Regions from separate parts of the Mus musculus genome. Here regions 2 and 3 are each linked to region 1. The links are chromatin contacts, called in public Hi-C maps. All regions are on one chromosome and are shown on one strand. Each heading gives the region's core, a stretch centred on a gene start, on an enhancer-like site or on the middle of the called end of the contact. The rest is flanking DNA. Distances are from core to core; before and after follow the strand shown. Region 1 holds the start of 4930471G24Rik (RIKEN cDNA 4930471G24 gene). Region 2 overlaps Gm35991 (a long non-coding RNA gene). Region 3 holds the start of G630093K05Rik (RIKEN cDNA G630093K05 gene).

Region 1 (4,800 bases), core at 1,239-3,738:
GGGAAAGGATCTGTACTTCACCACACAGAATGTGGAGGCAAAAGATCCTGCCGAGGATTGTCGCTAAGGGGCTGCTCTCCATAAATTAATTATCCAATATTAACCCTAGTTTCAAAAGGCAAGGGGTCTCTCTCTCTCTCTCTCTCTCTCTCTCTCTCTCTCTCTCTCTTTCTCTGTCATCTGCATAAAAGGGAGAAGGACACCCTGATGGTTGGGTAATGGCCACCCCGTGCCTTATGTACACACCAGCCATACTGTGATGTTAAGTAATATCTGGTTTATCTTTTCAATTTTATACTTTCTTCTCCCCTTATCCCTTCCTGTTTTCTATAGTGATATTTATTCTTTCTGATATGCCTCCATTTCTTTCATGAGGATACAAGGAAAGTATCAAAGGTATCAGGTTGTCCTCACTTTTAAAAGTACACAACTAATAGGCACTTCTTCCCTATCACCAGGCAAAGACTAGAGGCACTGTTTATAGAGGGGTGTGCCTCAACCTCACATCCCCACATCCCTTTTCCCCCTTCTAATTCATATCAAGCCCCCTGACTCCCTCTCAAATTCATTACCTCTTCTTTGTTATTGTTACATTATCTTACATGTATGTGTGTGTATACATATATATATGCATACAAGTAAAAATGTACACACACGCATACATACACACACACATACATACTGCTAAGTCCTTTTAGCATTGCTCTTACATATATGTGCTTAGGGCTTATAACCTATCAGCTGAATTACTGCTGGAGAAGACCTATTCTTCCTCTATAGGAAGTCTTTAATTGCCTATAGCACTTCAGCTAGGGATAGGAACCCTGTAGGATTCCCTCCATTCACACTGGTATACCAGTTGGTGCTGCTATTATGCAGGACATGCTTAGACAATGATTTCATGGGTGCAGTTTTCCTATTGCATATAGAAGACACTATCTTGCCGCAGTATCCTAGGCCTCTGGCTCTTACAATCTTTCCACACCCTCTTCTGTGATGTTCCCTGAGCCTTACGTGCAGGAGTTGTGTTGTAGTTATATTATCAGAGCTGGGCACCTCATGGGCTACATTCACTACATTTTAGAACAGTGATGGATATGGACACCATTACAGAAATCCGCCATCTTTGTTACCTCCCTCTTGCTGTTTGTAATATTTGCAGTCACTTTCGAATACATGTAGTCCTTGGCTGGTTTTCAAAGAACTGGAAGATCCTCTGAGTTCCTGATGGCAACATAACTGAGATAAATTTCTTCCGTTCCCACGTGCAAGTGATCATAAAAGGAATGGGAAAAGCAAGCATTTAAGAGACTTTATTTTCGAGAAAATGTGAATGCCTGTACCCTTCAATTTCAAACTGAAGGCAAGCAGCCTGGTATATACACTTCTCAGAGGTGGGAGGTTAGACTTTCACTCCATGGAAGCAATATACCACTGTGTACAATAGGATTCTGAAACAAGAAGACAGCATAGACAACCTGTTCTGTCCTAGCTTGAAGCTGTATAGAATAATGGGGGAAATAAACATATAAGCAGAGTTACCATTTAAGAAACCATTGCAGAATTTCCCTGGTATAGCTAGTCCCTTCCTCTACTTCTGGTAGAACTAAATGCTTAAAAAAAATTCCATAGTAGACTTTTGACTGTGGCTTTTCAGTTTATTTACCTCAACCCATCATCTCAACTTCAAAATAGGAAATGAATGCTTAAGAACCAAACCAAGAAGCCAGGGAGAAGACCAAAGTAAACAGCTTCTTCCCAGCGCTGACCTTGACAATTGGCCTGGCCTGGTACCAGTCACTGCGGCTGGAGTTCTCCTGTGAGAAAGGCAGATGTTTTCTTCCTTCCACCCTTGGGGTCTGCTCTCTGACCCAATTTAAGTTGCAAGGTGTACACACCTAGAGAGAGGGTTGAAAAAAACAGATATCTGGGGAATGGAGTGCCAGGACGTAGTACCCACAGAAGAACAAATTCCTCTTTCGGCGGGCAGCCCTGCATGTGCGCAGGTCACAGCCAGGCTTTCTCGTTAAAATGAAAATGCCTGCTCACCTTGCTTTCTGGTTTGCATGACTTCTTTCTTCAGGAAGTCTTTAGAGGCAGAATATAGGTATGCACAATGGAGAACATCTTGCGTTGTTAGATTGTTTTAAGTCATTAGACAGTTCAACTAATGACTAATCAGTTATTGGTGAGACAAACCAGAAGTGAGGGAGACATTTTCACAGCAAAGCCGGACGCTTACTGATCTGTGATCAGTTAGCTAGGGAAGACTTTTATTAGCCAAAACCACGAGACCTCTGTCTCCTACATATCTTTTAGCTTCAAAGTCTAGAAAGTCAGCAGTTGTCCGTCAGGAAGTTGCCCACAGTGCAGGAGGCACAAAACACCAATTTATCAAATACCTATGCCTTGCCATAACCTTATTCTGGCTGCTGCCCAACCTGAGCTCTGCAAGGACCAGCCTGCCAGCCCGGAGGAGGAGATCCTCAGAGGTTGACGGCCGATGGGCTCCCCCTAGAGGCCAATTGATGCTTCGGAGCAATGACGGCACCATGGCAGGTTGCCAGGAAACCAACTCCTTGGAGCCAGGGCAGAAAAACACAGGAGCAGAGGGTCCCCTGTCAGCGCATTGTTTGGTTAGAGGATTTCATCTCTCTGGAGGGCATAGCTGAGTGCAGATCCCGTCTAAAACCAAGGAGAAGAGGGACTCTATTAGTCCCAGCGGGGGAGCTTCTTTTATCATCATCATCATCATCATCATCATCATCATCTCTCTGCTTCTTGGGGGCCACCTCCTTCCCTTGCTTTGCTTACACTCCTGGTATTTATTTTCCATAGCAGCTCTTGCAAAGGCAAGGCAGAGCTGGAGGGGAGCCCTGTGTTCAGGAAAGTAAATGGCTGAGCTCCAGCAGTCAGCAGAGCAATGTGCATTTGGTTCCTGCAGCTTCATACCTACCGAGCTCCTTTTCCTTTGAAAGAGCTCGGCCTTGGTTTTCTTTTTTTCCCTCAGCAAGATACCATAAGGTTTTAGAAAACGCAACTTATAAGCGAAGGCTCTAAAGAAAACTCACACAGCATTTTCTGTGATTATTATGTTTAGGTAGCATTTTAAGATGTGTGTAGTTATAAGTGTTGCTGGAGCCAAATCTTTCATAATACTGATTATTCTTTGAATGGTCTTCATATACTTTAGGATGGATTTTAGAATTGTCTCCCTAACCCCCTCAGCTCTGTGTTGCCAAGCCTCTTGCTAGGTGTGAACTCCCTGTGTGTGTTATTTATAGCATCACTCTTTCCCTCTCATACTTTCTCTTTCCTGTTCCATTTGCTGTTTCAGAATGCATTTGTGTGTCAGAGGTCCTTCAGGACAGCTAGGCCACTAAGAATAGAGTGCAGCCTATATTATTTATAGAAGCAGGGCCACACCCAAGAAGTTGGGGAGTGAGAGGCTGAGGAAGGGCTAGGGGCCCAGACAAGTCTGTCCCCATCAGCCCTCGGGGAGGGGCACAAATGAACAAGTGGGAGCTTGCAGGAGAACTCGGGGGAATGAGGTCAGGCGCACCCAGCCTGAGGTGAGTGTCAGGACGAGCTGGTGCAGTCAGCAGGAGAATCTTGCCTCTGCCTCTGGTGATCAAGCTGAGTTAGCGCAGGTTAGCAAGCTGAGTTAGCGCAGGTTAGCAAGAACACAGGGTGCCCAAGAAAGAGGTAGACACACGGCAAGGACTGAGAAGGTGAAACAGCCTGTCTCCTCTCTGTCTGCCTCTCTCTGGTAGCATCTAATCATGACTGAACTCACCTGTGTTTACGGTGTCTTGGTTCTACTTTCCGAACGGTGCAAATGCTGCTTTGGGTCAACTCTAACCTGGAGCCATAGAAGGAAAAAAGGATTCTGAGAGCCAGGCTGATCTGAGACAAAGCTGAGTATTTGACATTCAGCTTTCTATGCCGCGTACGCAATTATAAATTTCTTATTTACCTATCTATAAAGACCTACATTGAAGCACCAACCGAATTTCCTCCTGAGGAACTTGGAAGTGACAACTTGAAGACACGATAGCCTGTGTACCAACAGCTGCCTGGGAGCCTTCGTTGGGGGTCAGAGTTTAGTTGGCTGTGGGCCCCTTGCAGACCCTTACATCAGTTTGCACCACTAATAAAGGAATCAAAACAACACGGCACGAACAATTCAGGAGACGTATTAGCTTGAATGATTGAGAAGTTCAGCCTCCGGGCATGAACTGATTGGAGCTACAAACACATTGGGTTTTTTCTTGTTTTTTTTGTTTTTTGTTGTTGTTGTTGTTGTTGTTGTTGTTGATTTTTTTTCTCTCTTCGGGAGCTGAGGACCGAACTCAACGCCTTGAGCTTGCTAGGCAAGCGCTGTACCACTGAGCTAAATCCCCAACCCCATTCCAAACACATTTCTTTTGCATTTTTATTCCTCCGGCAGTTTTGCAGGGCACTGGCCCACAGCGATGCAGCTACATGCTTCTTTGGCCACATGCATGAGAACTAAAGCAACAGGCTTCTCTGCTGGAAAACAAATCCACTGTGGATAGTGTCACTGGAGTCCCCGTTATGTCCAGGGAAAAAACCATGAGACAAGTAGCTCTCAGAGACAATACTGGTGGGGTCACAGCATCAATTACTCCCAATTTAGCACAGCAGCTCATGCATGTGCGTTGCTTTACTAAACCTACAATAACAGACTATCACAGACTGCAAGGCTTCATCTACAGAAATTAATTTTGCATAGCTCTGGATTTCCCTGAGGCCTTTTGATTTCCCTGGGGTAAAGGT
Region 2 (4,358 bases), core at 282-2,781, 180 kb before region 1:
TATTTCCCCACCAATAGAAAGCCCAAAGAGAAAAATTGATTTCTTCATTCAGCTCTTCCACTGCAAAATAATAACAATAAATATCTATCAGAAAGCACTGGTGGCCTGAGAATGGATTGATAGTTTCTGTCTTTGTGAACGTTAAATTGTTGTAGGCCTCTGGGAGAGACAGCATCTGACGAGGAAGGCTTCAGTGTGGTTGAGCAAGGGGGTATTGTATAGAGAAGTCCCTGAGTGGTGCTAAGCCAGCTACTGTGAGGGTCCCAAGGTGGCATCTTTTTGGATAAACTCAAAGATCAAGGTCAAGTTCATGAGACCGAGTGCTGCTGTGGACTTTGGAGTCTGTGGACCGGAATGTGGCAGGAGAGTCATTATCATACCCATCCCAGGCATCAGCAACCTTCCAGGTTTACTCTAGAGTGTCTTACCCTTACATGCTGGGATACCAGAGTGCTTATCCTAATGGTAGGGATTAGCTGGATAATCAGCATAATTGACCTGGTCCCCATCCTGAGCACCGTCTCTAGGGGGAATCTAGGGCTCTATAGTCTATAAGAGCCTGTGTTTATTTGTCATTGAAATGGTTAGGAGGTAGCTAGGCAAAACATCAGGCAGGGCTCTAAGATGGCAGAAATGGATTCCAGGGACAGGCAAGCAGGGATGTAGGCTCCAATGCATGTCTAAGACATTCAAATACAGCAGAAAGGCTGATGTGTTTGTTTGAAGTCCAATTCAAGCACAGCATCCAAACAAGCTAGTAATCAGGCCTTGGGGGAAGATTCGAGGAAATGGACTCTAAAGGAAGTACCATTGGTGCAGTAATTGGGAGAATTGATTAAATGGGTGTGGAACCCCAAAAGGCATAATTAGGATCTTAAATTTTGGGGAGGCCTGACTACGATCACCTTCATGATGGTACCTGTAAGGTCAAGGCACATTTAACACTTTTAACAAATGCTTCGAGATGTCTCATGGTTGGGATTCCTGGAGATCTGAATGGGACTTGCATTGAGAAGACTATGTTCAGCTGAGTAGTTCCCAGTGGCTGTATTAGGTCGGGGGTGGGGATAGCAGTAATCAGTATATGGTGCTGTCTCCCTAGCCTCTGACACTGCAGAATCTCTGGGCTCAGACCTAACAGATTCTGTGCGGTGGACCTTCCCTTTAAGGGAACCCTCTGATTTCAGAGCCCCTGGGTGCCGTTCCCAGGCTAAGGAAGCAATGAATGCATTAAGAGCTTTAGAAATAACAGCCTCAGCAGCTTGACTCTTCCTTCTATTATTCAGGGAGAAGGGTTGTCAGAGGCATCTTTCCCAGGAGGGTCCTGCCAACCTCTGAGAAGCAAACCCTGTGGGGCAGAAAGGATGTGGCCACTCAGCAGTTACCTTGGTTTCCAAGAAATGTCTCCACCCTTCAGTTGCTTCTGAAAGTCTGTCTGTTTCCCTGTTAAAGGGAAGGCATGCTGAGTTCTCTTCTCAGCTTATAAATTATGCTGTATTAAACGCTGGCAACAGTTTCGCTCTCTCTGTGTAAACATGAGGCAGTGCAGAATGGGAAGGGGGTGGGAAGGGCTGGCTGCCAGGACCCAGTGGAGACTCGTGAACAGCTCTTTGAATGTCGGATGGTGTTCACACCAGCATTAGGAGTGGGCTCCCCAATACCTGTCTTCAGCCAGGCCTTTTTACGTTATGAGTGCTGATACCACCCGGGTTTGTTTGTGTGTGAAGTACACGGTCGAATAAATTCTGTGATTCAAGTAGCCCCAAGAAACATACCTCTTTTCAAAAAGAAAAAAATAAAATTCAGTATTCATTTATAACACCTGAAATTCTAATGTGGATTCATTTGGAAAGTTATAATGAAATTCTAATATTTCTCAATTGATCAGTTCTAAATATTCTCTATATAAATTTGAATATTCTCACTTACTCTGTCATTCATTAGGAGGAAAGGAACACTGAGAACAAAAGCAGGAAATAACACCAGGAAGATCTTTTGTTCAGCTCCCTGGGTTTGTTTTAGAGATCATTTTATGCTGCCCTGTTTTCAATGGGCAAGAACACCCTTTAAAGTAAAAGAAGAACTTTTAAACACAGAATATACTACCTTCCATTTTGAAAGCTGGATGTGGCAGTCAATACCTGTAACCCCAGCATTTAAGAAGCTGAGACAGGAGGGCCACTGGGTTTTATGTAACATGACAATCTCTCTCTCTCTCTCTCTCTCTCTCTCTCTCTCTCTCTCTCTCTCTCTCTCTCTCATTTTAGATGTTGACATTTCTCATTGGAATAGGAAACGTGAGGAACATCCACCATTACAAGCAGCTCACGGGACTGGAGAGTGGTGCCCAGTCTCTTAGAAGGAGGACACCCTGACTGAACAGCTCCCGCTGCAGGAGATGAAACTCCTGTTCAAACAGACTTACTGGACAGAGACATCGCTAGCTTCTATGAGGAGTGTAAGGTGAGTTTCAGGGCTACCTGAACCACGGGCTCCGGACCTCCAGAGCCCCTTCCCCTTGCCTTCTTAGCACTACATGGCTCCAGCTTCAACAGTAAAAGGAGAAGAGTGGATAAGGGCAGTGTGGTTGTCAGAGCATTGGTTCCATCTTAACACACCTACAATGTTAGTATTATTTAATCCCAAGATACCATCATCCATACGGCTATAGTTCTTCCTTGTTCACAACTGTGAGTTTAAAGAATTTCTCATTAGCTTCATTCCACTTGGTCTATGTGGTCATCAAGGTCTTAGAGCCTACAGATGAGTGGTACTCACAGTTTGATTCAGGCTCAAAGCCTGAACCAAGTGGTATAAGGAACAGAGATGAGTTGAGCCTAAGGACTTAATGGCAACTTCAATGATCTCCTTGTGGTGCAGTGTGGAAGATTCTCATAACATAAGGTGGCTTGGTTTAGGAGGTCAACTGTGATGTCATATCTCAGTTAGTAAAGCTATAAGGACTGAGGCAGGATCAGAGGCATGGAGAATTCCTTTAGCCTACTCAAGCCAGACCTTCTTTTCTCTTTGACCCTTCGGCCATCTCTCAGTCCTTTCTCTAGGCATGGAAGATTCTAGTTTGAAAACAACCATTAGACATAGGATAGCACCAATTAATTCAACTAACCCATGGCTACAGAAGGCTGGGGACTGTCCTCTTCAAAGGCCAAGACATGCTGAGCTTATGCCCGAGGTTATTTGCCAGATGGTGGTTCACTTTCACGGTGTCATGGAAATGCTTCTTCATCTGCTCATGGAAAGGAACCCAGAAACATGGTTTGCAAGTGGATGGCAACACAAAGCAGACCACTGCATTACCTGACAGAGAATTTCTGAAGGGAAAACTACATATAAGAAACTCAAGTGGAATGTTGTACATGTCCTTTACTGCCAATATAGGAAATATGCTTTAGATTTATGTACTTTTAATATTATTATGTCTGTATTCATTTATTTGTGGTGTGTGTATGTGTGTGTGTGTGTGTGTGTGTGTGTGTGTGTGTGTGTGGTCTAAAGGCAACTTGAGATAGCCAATTCCTTCCTTATGCCATGTGGTTTTGGGGAGCTTGAACTTGGATCATCAGGTGTGGCCACAAGTGCTTCTACTCTAGCTGGCTCCTAGTTTTATGGGTTTTGTGGGAAAAAAAATCTCAAAGAAGTTAAAAAAGTAAACAAATTAACATTTATGTCCTGACACTCTCTGGCTTGTTCACTCTTCTTTCTTTCTTTCTTTCTTTCTTTCTTTCTTTCTTTCTTTCTTTCTTTCTTTCTTTCTTTCTTTCTTCTTTCTCTCTCTCTCTCTCTCTCTCTCTCTCTCTCTCTTTCTTTCTTTCTTTCTACAGTGCCTCTCTTTATTTGAAATTCTGTTCTGTAAGAGCAGTCATAATTCTCATCATGGAGTCATTAGGGACAGAATTAGTAGTTACAATGAAAACCATTAAACCAAGAAGAGTCATTAGGCGCAATCAGGATAGGGTGACTGAGTGAGTGTCTGTGGGTCACACATGAGATGTGCTCTTTGCTAGCTTTCTGGAAAGGCAATGGAAACTAGTGGTGGCCATTTTACTGAAAAAAACATCTTTAGGAGAACTGTTTTTCTTTTACTTCCTGCGAAATTGCTCAGGGACCGTTTGGTTGACCAGTAGGACAAGTTCAATAGCTAATGCTCTTTCTTCTTTAAGGCCATGACCTATAGCAGCATTTGCCCTAGAGCATGCATTCTGACAGACAACCAAATCAGGCAACAGCATATATACACTTAACCCTTTTCTCTCCAAAGTGCTTCTGTGTCTTTATGAACTAGCCCTGCTTCGAGTGCTGAGTCAATCCTCACCAGGCTTATATATCATATGATATAT
Region 3 (4,527 bases), core at 1,197-3,696, 240 kb before region 1:
AAGAATTACAGGGGATTATGTTTATTCCAGAAACAATATATTAGCCAAAAAGAACTCATTGCCAACTGTGAGATACCTCTCCTCAGAGAGTTGGTCAGGGGTGTCCCCAAATAATATAGCTATTGCCATTATTCTTAGTTGAATACAGAACTTATTGGTAATACTCTATTGCAGATGCCATACATGTTGAACATGGAGAAATCAAGTCAGTGCTGACTAGGAAGTTCCTCCCTGCTAGCTAGCTCTAATAGTAAAAGGAAAGTTCTATGTCAGCTACTGGAAAATTAGGGCAATGTCTTCAACAGTCTTACCAAACTGTGGCTCCTGAAATCTGCAATAATGACCAAGGAGGCAAAATATGTCCATCGGTGCAATAGTGGCACAAATTTGTAGAGGTAACCAAACCTTCCTCATTGAGTTTAAGTCTTGTTCTACCAGAGGAAACACAGGCCTGAAACTGAAAATCTAGCCAAGAACACTACTTGGTGAGCTCAGTGGCCCCAGAGGTAAACCTACTATTAGTTCGTTAAATGGATCTAGTATCAAACTCTTCTCTAAGTTCACAGGTCTCTGCTTTCATATTAGTACAGTCCTCAGTTCCTAAAAGAGAAGTTTCATTGCGCAGTAGATGGTGGTTGACAACAGATTCACAACTGGTCAAAGATCAGAGAATACAAGAGATCTCAATCACAAAGAGGGTGTCTGCATCACACTCTCTCCCCAAGGCCTGGGGACCATCAATGGAAGGAAGACTATAAGAGCTGGAGGTGAGGGAGGACCAAAGTGCAACAGTATCTTCTGCAAACATCAGGGCCACTGGTCTCATGAACTCCTATCAGCTGTACTTCTCTGTGCAAGGTCAAGCTAGTCAACCTTACAGCTTAGAGTGGGAAAGGATCCATAAACCCTAACTCCTAACTGAGGATCTATGGACTAATGGTGGCATCTGGGGAAAGATAAGAGAGATGGAGTCCATTTTCTTTAATGGTGTGGCTCTCGAGCCGTTTGATGAACTCACACCAGGGAAAGCACAAATTTGAGCCAATGGATTATTATTACTTTTTTAAAGAAATGAAATATGGCAGGGAATCTTGGAGTGGTTCTGGGAGGAGTTAAGGGAAGAGTTGGGGATGGATATGATAAAAATACATTGTATGGAATTCTCAAATAATCAATAAAGATACTTATCTTAAAAATTCAGGCATGGTGGCACAGAGCCATAGTCCCAACACTTGGGAAGCTGAGGTAAAAGAACTGCATCAAGTTCCATGTTATCTTGGACTATATGATGAGCTCAAGGCCAGCCAGGGGTACATATTAATTAGTAAGATGCCATCTCAAGAAAACAAAAACTCCAAATAAAATAGAGAGTTGGGAGTCTGTGTGGAGAGACACTTCCTGAAGTTCTTTCTCATCATCTGGATATTAAGAGAGAGCAGATTTAAGTACAGCTGACCCTTCCTGGTCATGGTTTCTGAACTTATGGTCTTAACCAATGTGGATTGAAAGTATTCAAAAAATTTCTATCTGTACTGACTATGTGTAAACTTTTTCTTGTCACTCTGAAGAATGCAGCATAATACTTTCTTACATGGTATTCATATCTTCCTCAGTATTATAAGTAATTTAGAAGTTATTCCAAGTATGTATGAGGACATGTGTAGATCATATACAAATGCTTTTTAATACCCGAGGTATGCTTAGGTCTGAATATACTTGTTCTTTATAATTCCTTTGTACCAGTGCTATCCCCAGAGTTGGACTATGTAGCTTGGCAGAATCTATAGCCAGTGCCACAAACATGACTGAAGAGTTGCTTTTCTTTGCAGATTTTTGGAGTAGCTCTTCTCGTCCCTTAATAGAAATGAAGAGACAAGAGAAGGCAGGAGAGGTTTGCTGCACTCTGAAATCTCAACAACAAAACAAAACAAACCAAAAACCCAGCAACTATCTTAGCAAATGCTTGTTAACAGCAGTCATTCAAAGCACAGTTTCACAAAGATTAGCCTGGATCCTTGTAAGCCTATTTCAGCAGCAAAGCCATTTGTACTTCTTGCCCATGGGAACAGCTGCTATTTCGTTACTTGATTGGAGAGAATCAGACCCCTTTTGTCCTTTTCCCCTGGGCTCTGAAACCATCTCACCAGGGCAGTGGAATCACAGCCAGATTTCGCTTATTTTATTTCAAGCCAATTTACTGTCCAAACCAGGTCTCTAAAACATGGCACTGGTGCTAACTGCACCATTCACGTCATGCCTAGAAATGTGACCCTACCACCAGTTTGCTGCAGCCCCTACCCATCCCTGAAATAGACTTTCTGTCTCCACAAATGAGAAGAGGTCACTTTACCCACTCAGTGAAACTCTCCAGATGTTCCCGGTTGGATGGCACATCTGTCCCGTGTCCCTTCTGTGTTTTCAGAGCACCCCAAACAGAAATTTGAATGAACTAGAAACTCAGTGTCTGAGAAAGGTCTCTATGCACAGTTGCCCTCATTGACATGCCATTGGGGGCTGGTGGAGAGTCAAGGGCAACGGAGAGAGAGCCAGCCAAGAAGTGACTTCATAGGAAAAGGACATGCTGCACAGAGAAGTGTTCCCTGTGTGGAAATGTTACCGATCAGAATTCTGGGATGATACTACACTCTGTATAATGAGAAGATTATCTAGATTTTTGAGTTGAATATTACTGGCATCAAAGGGCAATGATTACAGAGATAACCCCAAGCGAACGTGAACTTCATCTCATCTCTCCTCCCCAAACTTGGAAATGCCAGACTCGTTACATGAGGCTAAATCATGCAGAAACACTCCAGCTGTCTGAGAGTCTGTGTGCACTGCCAGCATCTCCAGTGTTCCCTTTGTTTCCAATAGTAACTCCAGAAGACCTGCCTGGTCTTGAGGGGCTCAGTGACCTCTAAACCCTCTCTATTCTTCCTCACTCAGAGAGAGGGGGGGGGGAGAGAAAGTTACTTAGATTTATTCCAAGCGGAACATCCAAGCTCGAACTTCCAAAACCTTCAGTAACCTCAGAGAAGTGTCAAATGGCTTTTCCCAAAAGCACGTGACAATATTTGTGCCTCTCGTATGGAAGAGGAGCACGTATGCTTGGAACACACTGAATCACTTTAGGAAGCACTTTAATATCAGGCTGGCCCTGTTCAAGTGTGTGCCCTTGAGCAAGCCATGTATTTATTGGGCTGTGTCTGACCATATCCAACTACAGAGTGAGAAGGGAGGGGAGCAATTTAACTGAGAGTCTGTGAAAGTGAAGTCACTGAAGCGTCTGCCTTGGAACTGATTCAGTATTATGCCATGCTGGCCTTGGAACTCACTCAGTGTTATGCCATGGTGGCCATAGGTCACCTACCATCCTTTTCATCCTGCATGGGAGACCATGGACTCTGCCATTGGGGACAACCCCTGATGACAGGTTTTGCATTACATTCTGCTTCGGGGACACAAGAGGTAAAGCATGACTTTTCTGGGTTTGGTGTGCCCCCAATCTGATAGACCAGCCACGGAGAGGCCATTTACAGCCACCTCTAAGTAACTCATAGGAAACTTGGGCACTGCTAAAAGTTACTCAGGATGCCACCAAGGCATATAATGACCTGAACAACCACAAAGTTAAAGTGTTTTAGAAATATTGTATACATCATATACATCAAAGCTTCTTAAACTGAGGGTTGTGATCCTATATGGGTTAAGGTATGCGAACATGGGGTGGGTCTTGAGAATTATTGATAATGTACATCAATAGTACACGGTTTCTGAATGCACAAGGGCCACAAACTGTTTCCCTGCACGCCTGGTTCTGCACACACATGTACAGTTTGCATGAAGTATGCTCCGCAACACACACATCAATGGGTTCTACATGACACACCTTGGCTAAGCCTTGACATCATTGGTATGTAACAAACTGAAGTGTTTCTACCATACATGCAAATTTTCTGCTGTTCTAGAAACATAATTGTCTAATTACAGAGAAAACAAATACTTTTAATATTTTCCTACCATCACTCTTCAGCATGTAAGTATCAAATTAGTATATCTTTGGGTTGGATTATATTAAGCAAACAAGCACATGTTTCTCATTAGTATGCAAATTTGCTTTGATCTTTAATAGATGGTAAAATTTTATGTACAGTAAAGAATTGTTTTAAAATAAATTACCTTGTGATTCATTATCAGCAAATGTTAGATTTGTTTGCTTATTTTATATACCAGTACGTCCAGGATCCCAGAAAAAAAAATGGACAGAAAGGGGATTTGAATGGGATGCTTAAGAATCCCTGATCTAAAGCAATAACATTTTCACTTCTTTTACACTTCTTTGTGACAGGCATAGGAGATATAACACATTGTGATCCAGCACCCACAGACTCTCAGGGTAAAGAACTAACCAAAGTGCTAACTTTTACTACGGATACTAAATGCTATTCTATTTAATTTTTAAGGATCCAGAGGGGTGTGTGTGTGTGTGTGTGTGTGTGTGTGTGTGTGTGTACCCATATGGTTGCA

The links. A called contact is a pair of places that touch in the nucleus more often than the background predicts.
Region 2: a contact with region 1 is called in a Hi-C map of cerebellum, with 1.9 times the contacts expected there. The contact joins the enhancer-like site here to the promoter of 4930471G24Rik in region 1. A contact is called at or near these places in 8 of 484 Hi-C or Micro-C datasets (cerebellum, embryonic stem cells, liver and 4 more), 3 of 115 datasets of contacts at active chromatin or transcription factors (all in embryonic stem cells) and 1 of 9 other capture datasets (embryonic stem cells).
Region 3: a Hi-C map of embryonic stem cells shows a contact between it and region 1, with 4 times the contacts expected there. The contact joins the promoter of G630093K05Rik here to the promoter of 4930471G24Rik in region 1. A contact is called at or near these places in 1 of 39 promoter capture datasets (embryonic stem cells), 2 of 15 datasets of contacts at CTCF or cohesin (both in embryonic stem cells), 46 of 484 Hi-C or Micro-C datasets (Sertoli cells, cerebral cortex, differentiating embryonic stem cells and 11 more) and 5 of 115 datasets of contacts at active chromatin or transcription factors (astrocytes, embryonic stem cells, neural progenitor cells and 1 more).

Annotation. Positions count from the first base shown.
Region 1 is chr13:47,665,238-47,670,037 of GRCm38.p6, reverse strand. 4930471G24Rik (RIKEN cDNA 4930471G24 gene) reads right to left here and starts at 2,488. Exons shown (of 2, transcript NR_153835.1): 1 at 2,050-2,488; 2 at 1,645-1,898.
Region 2 is chr13:47,845,749-47,850,106 of GRCm38.p6, reverse strand. Gm35991 (a long non-coding RNA gene) reads right to left here. Exons shown (of 3, transcript XR_382321.2): 2 at 3,128-3,247. It overlaps Gm52029 (a long non-coding RNA gene), which reads left to right. Exons shown (of 3, transcript XR_003950538.1): 3 at 2,268-2,638. Among named protein-coding and RNA genes, the nearest start is that of Gm35991, 4.1 kb to the right of the region's middle. Within about 2 kb of position 1,531, at least 26 of the 459 cell types and tissues checked have an H3K27ac peak or open chromatin away from gene starts, as enhancers often do. A contact at or near this core is called in cerebellum, where this site is marked.
Region 3 is chr13:47,908,354-47,912,880 of GRCm38.p6, reverse strand. G630093K05Rik (RIKEN cDNA G630093K05 gene) reads right to left here and starts at 2,446. Exons shown (of 3, transcript NR_045156.1): 1 at 2,355-2,446. The region is part of intron 2 of Gm40938 (a long non-coding RNA gene); the gene reads left to right.